Regions from separate parts of the Hordeum vulgare genome. Here region 2 is linked to region 1. Evidence: chromatin contacts called from public Hi-C data. All regions are on one chromosome and are shown on one strand. The core of a region is the stretch at or near the end of the contact, and the rest is flanking DNA. Distances in the headings are between cores, read along the strand shown.

Evidence for each region. A called contact is a pair of places that touch in the nucleus more often than the background predicts.
Region 2: a contact with region 1 is called in a Hi-C map of seedling, with 6 times the contacts expected there. The contact joins the promoter of LOC123443522 here to the promoter of LOC123443517 in region 1. A contact is called at or near these places in 2 of 6 Hi-C or Micro-C datasets (leaf and seedling) and 1 of 1 datasets of contacts at active chromatin or transcription factors (embryo).

The regions. Positions count from the first base shown.
Region 1 is chr3H:204,696,434-204,699,456 of MorexV3_pseudomolecules_assembly, forward strand. It overlaps LOC123443517 (presenilin-like protein At2g29900), which reads right to left and starts at 1,572. Exons shown (of 1, transcript XM_045119906.1): 1 at 1-1,572. The coding sequence starts at 1,426. The coding sequence ends at 44.
Region 2 is chr3H:205,460,064-205,463,086 of MorexV3_pseudomolecules_assembly, forward strand. It overlaps LOC123443522 (E3 ubiquitin-protein ligase SIRP1-like), which reads left to right and starts at 1,600. Exons shown (of 2, transcript XM_045119914.1): 1 at 1,600-1,704; 2 at 2,151-3,023. The coding sequence starts at 2,209.

The sequences.
Region 1 (3,023 bases), core at 322-2,821:
CATTAGTCAGAACTCAGAACATCACCAAATTGGTCGAAGCAACTCAGAACATGACCAAATTGGTTGAAGCACCGACAACAAATGGCTCCATCAGCAACCGCGTCAAGAAGTAGAACACGACTCCCAGCATGATGGAGATTGGGAGTGCCGGCAATGCATGTCTGCATATCGACAGCAAGATGAGGGTGCAGCCAAGCCCGGCGATGATGGCAAGGTAGCACGCATACACCGTCATGAGATCATACATGGCAGCCCTCCCCACAAGCACGCTGTAGAAGACAAAATCGCCAAGTCCCAGCTTGATGCCCCTGCTAGACTCAAACATCTCAAACTCCTCCTCGGGAGGTTCTGATGAAGAAATTTGTGTATGTTCCTCATTGGCGACGGTAGGGTTGGCAGATGCCGCTGACACCAATGGAGCTGTCTCTAATTCTTCTTCCTGACGCCGCTCGATCTGAATGACAGCATGCTGTGCACTCCCACCTTGATTTGATGTCTGCCCTGTTACAGCTTGATTTGAGGTAGCCATGTCACGGCTTGTTGAGCCAAGATCCCTCATTTCTACCATGGCAGGAGCCGAATCATCGTGCTGACCCACCCTGTCATAGAGGTTTGGACCCGATCGTGCAGCAGAATCGTGGTGCTGCGACTCCTCGGACCACATTGCCGGAGCATAGGAGGAGGAAGTCTCGGCTGGGCCTACCGTGGGGCGTGATTCGTAGATGAGCGCCGGGAGTTCGTCGTCCCTGGATGATGCGAGCTCCACAAGCATCCTGAGCGGGCCCCTTGGCGCGAGCACGGCGACGAGGTCATAAACGGCGAGGGCGAGGAGCATGATCCAGGTGGTCCACTCGGGGAGCCTGGAGAGCCAGGCGGCGACGATGACGGCGAGCGCGACCATGTATCCCTGGCGGACGAGGATGGGTACCGCGGATGCGAAGACGGAGAGGACGCCGACGGCTGATGCGTTGAATAGGAGCAGGAGCGCGGTGGGCGCGTCGAGCGGGGCGTCGAGGCGGCGGAGGAGGGCGACGGCGATGGCGCCGCCCATGGAGAAGAGGACGAAGAAGGCGGAGAAGCGCATGTAGTTCTTGAGGAAGCCGGTGCAGCGGTAGTAGTAGAGCGCGACAAGGACGAACGTGACGACGGCGACGAGCGCGATGAAGACGACGGCGTCGAGGAGCGCGCCGACGAGCTTCTGGGCCGGGGAGTCGGAGGGGGACTCGAGGTAGACGAGCGTGGCGGCGGTGACGGGGGGCGGCGCGGAGGGGGGGGAGGAGGGCGGCGCGAGGAGCGTGATGAGAAGGACGACGAGGGCCATGCAGATGGAGACCGGGGACATGACCGCCAGCACCTCCTCGCCCAGGGTGTCGAGGACGGTGGCCGCAGAGCCCGGCGGGTCCGGCGCGTCGGCGACGGGATCCATGCCGTGGGACGGAGCGGGTGTGGTGGGGGTGGGGGGCGCAGATGGGGAAATTTCCCGATCTCGGCCTGGGTCGCTCGCTCCCCGCGGCGGTCTCGCACGCGCACGGGTACGGCGGTCGGCGGAGGGTTTGGTTGGACTCACTCTCACGCGTTCCCTGCAAAATTTCACTCGACTAGTATATAGCCACTTTGTTTTGCCAGGATAAAGAGTTTTATTTCATACGGAATACATGCAGAGTTACAATCAGCTCGCAAAAATTGGAGAAGGCTTCCTCGTGAGCTTGGCAAAAGTTAAATTCAGGATAACGAGTTTTATTTCTTGCACCATCAGGATGAGCGCTCGACGCTCCGTTGGAGAAGGCTTCTTCGTGATTTTATATAGCTAAATGGCAAGCACTTCTCACAGTAAAACAACCACTTTTCTTCGGTTGTCAGGCTAAAAAATCATGACACTGTCTTAGTGATGTATGAATTTTTTGAATGTGCAGCACATTCATGACCCAAAAATGTGTGTTAGGTAACCGTACATTTCAAATTCTATCGTCATGTATGAAGTCAGAAATTCGGTTCAATCAGCAATTCCGTTTTGAAGTGACTGGTTTGAAAGTAGGACCACAAAGAATCCATGGGTCCCGCCAAGTACAAATCTGAGTGCCTTTACCCATCCTTCAAATGAGCTCTTTCTTTAACAATTCAAGACCATGCTCTATACTACGTCATACCACACACACGTTGCTCGAAAAAAAACCATCTCCATTACATTCTCATGGGGATAATACTTTGTAGGAAAAAGTCGTGCACAAAAGTTATTCAAAGATTTCAAGAAGCGTCAAGCCTGTTTTGCTAGGAGGTCTTGGTTAAAAGTATCCATATCACGGAATCCCATATATCCGTTAGATTTTTGCATGATCATTTTATCCCAACTTAGCCATTGCATTTTCCTTTTCCCCTTCTCTATGCTCCATCGGTATTGCTATATTAAGTGAGTCATCTCATCAGAAGCTGAGGTTGATAACCGAAAGATACTCATGACATACGTTGGAATTGCTTGTGCGACAGAACTTAATTAGAATTTCTTTACTTTCAGATGACATATACTACTCACTCAAATTTCCCAATATTTTAGTAAGTCTATCCAATAATGATTCAAAGCGACCCTTGTGCATTCTCCCATCAGGAACACAAAGTCCCAGATATTTAGGATCAAACACCTCCTGAGAGATTTGAAGAGTATCCTTCGCTTCATCTATAACAGCCGTTGAGCATTTTTTAGAGAAAAGCATGAAACACTTTGAGGGGTTAATAAGTTATCCCGTGGATGATGCGTAAGTGTTCAACAAACCTTTCACAACTGTTGCCTATTGAGCATACGCCCGAAAAAACATTAGTGAATCATCCGCAGAAAATAGATGAGATAGGTGATGTCCTCCATTTTCACTAGTTCTAGTCCATGCTTCACCATTGCCTTATTCACCAAGCCAGACGAAGAGTCGGCAATAAATAGAAATAAAAAGGAGACAATGAGTCACTTTGTTTGAGACCTCTTGATGGAGAGAAGGATTCCAATAGCTTGCCATTAAATTTAACATCAAAAATTA
Region 2 (3,023 bases), core at 350-2,849, 760 kb after region 1:
CAAGACCAAAGAAGACAAGAACCACAATTAGACATTTTAAAAGACGTCTAACTTCCATAACTGTTTCTACTAGTTGGATTAAGGTCTTCTCTATGTTTTCGTTGTTGATGTGTGAATTTTTGAGTTTACAACGTCTTTCTTCTTCGATGCTAAAGAATTAGATGTTGCTTTTCCTTTGGTCGCTTCTTCAGTCTCATCTATACCTTTAATTCTAGATAGAAGTACACGAACATCTAGTAAATTTTGTGAGATCAATAGATCAATGTATTCTTCTTACCAATATCAAAACTGCATCCATCCTACATGTAATATTAAACAAATAATAAGCTACCGAAATTACATCGAATCATAAAAAGCAAAAGGCCGAACGGAAATCGTACCCATGCACTTCACGAATGCCGAGCTGAAATGTTCCGGCATCAAGAAACATGTCGATCCTTGTCCCATAAAACAGTGACCACACGAGCTCGGTCACGCAAGCTCGTCGTGCACCTATACGTGGGCATTCTTCGGGTTGAGCCGGGTTTCGGGCCAGGCAAAAAAACCCGGTTCTGAAAACCCAGGCTCGAGCCTGGCCCGACCCGACCGTTGGGACTGGATGTTGGGCTTAAGTCTGGCCCGAGACCAAAAAAACCCGACTGGGCCCAATCAGCCTGACCCGACCCCGGTTTAATTTTGTTTTTCTATAGACCCAAGCCCGGTCTGGCCTGACAATCGGACTCAACTTTCCGATCAAGCCGGACCCGATGACACAAATAGGCCCAGCCCGGCCCGGGATTTTTGGGTCAGGTCGGGTCGGGCCGGGTGCCCATGCCCCCACGTATACCCGCAGCCCTTCCGCGCACACCACTGCAGCCTGTCCCACGAGCTCGCCCCACAGCCCGTCCGAGCGCGCCGCGACAGCTCGCCGTCGGAGAGTGCCTCCGACGAGATCCCGCCGCCGAGTGCGCCCTCCGCGCCGGATCTTGCTGCTGGTTCGCCACGTACAGCACATGCAGGTGGAGCGTCTGCGTCGGCCGCGTGCATCTCCATCTTGCACCAGGTCGCGTCGCTGTTCTGTGACGCTGTCGCAGTCGTGCCGTGATTCGGAAGGACGAGGCCGCCTCGTGGTCCTCTCGCAAGCGATTCTAGAGGAGCGAGACGACGGCAGTCGAGGGCGCGGAGGAGCAGGAGAAGACGACGAGCGTGGTGCCAGAGCAGGTGGCGGAGCATCCCCTCCATAGCGTGCCCGTCGAACTTGTCTGCCCCAGCTATGCTTGGTGCGTTGGGTGCATCCGACCAGCTGCATTTGTCCGTCACATGCACATGCTCGATGATCGTGGGAGCGAGAAGGCTCGCTCTCGCAACTTTTTTTTTTCTTTTCCTAAAAATGTTTTCCTTGACCCTTGGGGATGTCCTATATCTGGGTTGGTTTGGGAACCAAAGCAGGTGCTACGCCACCGAACTTTTAGCAGAAATGGAGGGGGAGTTTGTTTTGAGGAGAAATAAGGCAGTTTAAAATTAGAATGCCAGAGCGTCCTCATCCCAGGCAATAATTGAGCAAGCAAAGCCTTTAATCACTGTCTGTCTATCTATCTATATCTATATATTAGGAGCCCACAGCAATTAACCCAAGGAAAGGGTACTGCTAATATAGAGGAGGTGGACAGGCCAGCCCCCCTCTGGCCTTGTTCTCTCCCCCACCCCCCACATGCCCTGCCCAAGGTGATTATTCTTCAACCATCCATCAATCCATGGATGCCTTAAGATTTTCATCATTTTCCTCGGATTTGGTTGGTCTTGTGCTTGTTGATTGTCTATCCCGGTCATTTTGCCGCCTCTGTTCATCATGCAGTTTCTTCTTTCCCTGATAGCTAGTAATTGGAATTTGTTTTAGCATTTGGTTCTTTATGAGATTGGACTTATTGTTGGGTACATGTTGTTTTTGGAGCCTGGAAAGATATGCATCCCATCATTCGATTCCATGTCAAAAAGCAAAAAAGGCCCATGTTCTTCATGCGCTTAGCTAGCTTGCATTCTACTTCTACGGGTGGAGAACATGAATCCATCAAAAAGTTGGTGCTGCACCTGCATTGGCTTCCGATTCTTCAGGTTCCTTGGCCATTGCTGGTGTCGAGCTCTAATCTTCCCCTTCTTGATTGATTTATCAGTGCCTAATCCAAGAATTAGAGCTGCTCCAGTCCATTGACGGGGGAGAGATCGACAGCAATGGGGGAGCTGGTGGTCGCCCGGAGGTACTGGTGCCATATGTGCGCCACGGCTGTCAGCCCCGTGGTGGCGGAGGCCGGGGTGGAGATCAAGTGCCCGTATTGCGGCAGCGGCTTCCTCGAGGAGATGGAGACCGCCCGCAGCAGCGTCGCCGCCGGCACCGGCCACGCCAGCGGCACCTACCCTAGCGCCGACAACGCCATCTCCATCTGGGCCCCCATCATCGACAGCATGGTCGGCGACCCCGTCCGGCGCCGCCGCAGCAACCGCCGTACTGTGGACGCCGTGGCCGCCGCAGAGGACGAGCTGGACAACGTCGACTTCTCGCGACGCCGGCGGCGCGCCACCGCGTTCCTGCGGCTCCTGCAGGCGATCCGGGAGCGCCAGCTGCAGCGCCTCGAGTCCGCGGCCGCCCTCGGCGCCGGTGGCGGCCTCGAGGCAGAGCACTACAGCCCGTTCGGCCGGAGCATCTTCGCCGCCGCCCCACTCGGGGAGCACGGCATGGCGCTGGGGGACTACTTTCTTGGGCCCGGGCTGGACGCCCTGATGCAGCAGCTGGCCGACAGCGACGCGGGCCGGCAGGGCACGCCGCCGGCAAAGAAGGACGCCGTGGAGGCGCTGCCGACCGTAGAGGTGGTGGGCTGCGGCAACGAGGAGGACGCGGCCAGCTGCGCGGTGTGCCTGGAGGACTACGCGTCCGGCGAGCGCGCCCGGGAGCTGCCCTGCAGGCACAGGTTCCACTCCCAGTGCATCGTGCCGTGGCTGGAGATGCACAGCTCCTGCCCGGTCTGTCGGTTCCAGCTGCCGGCCGACGA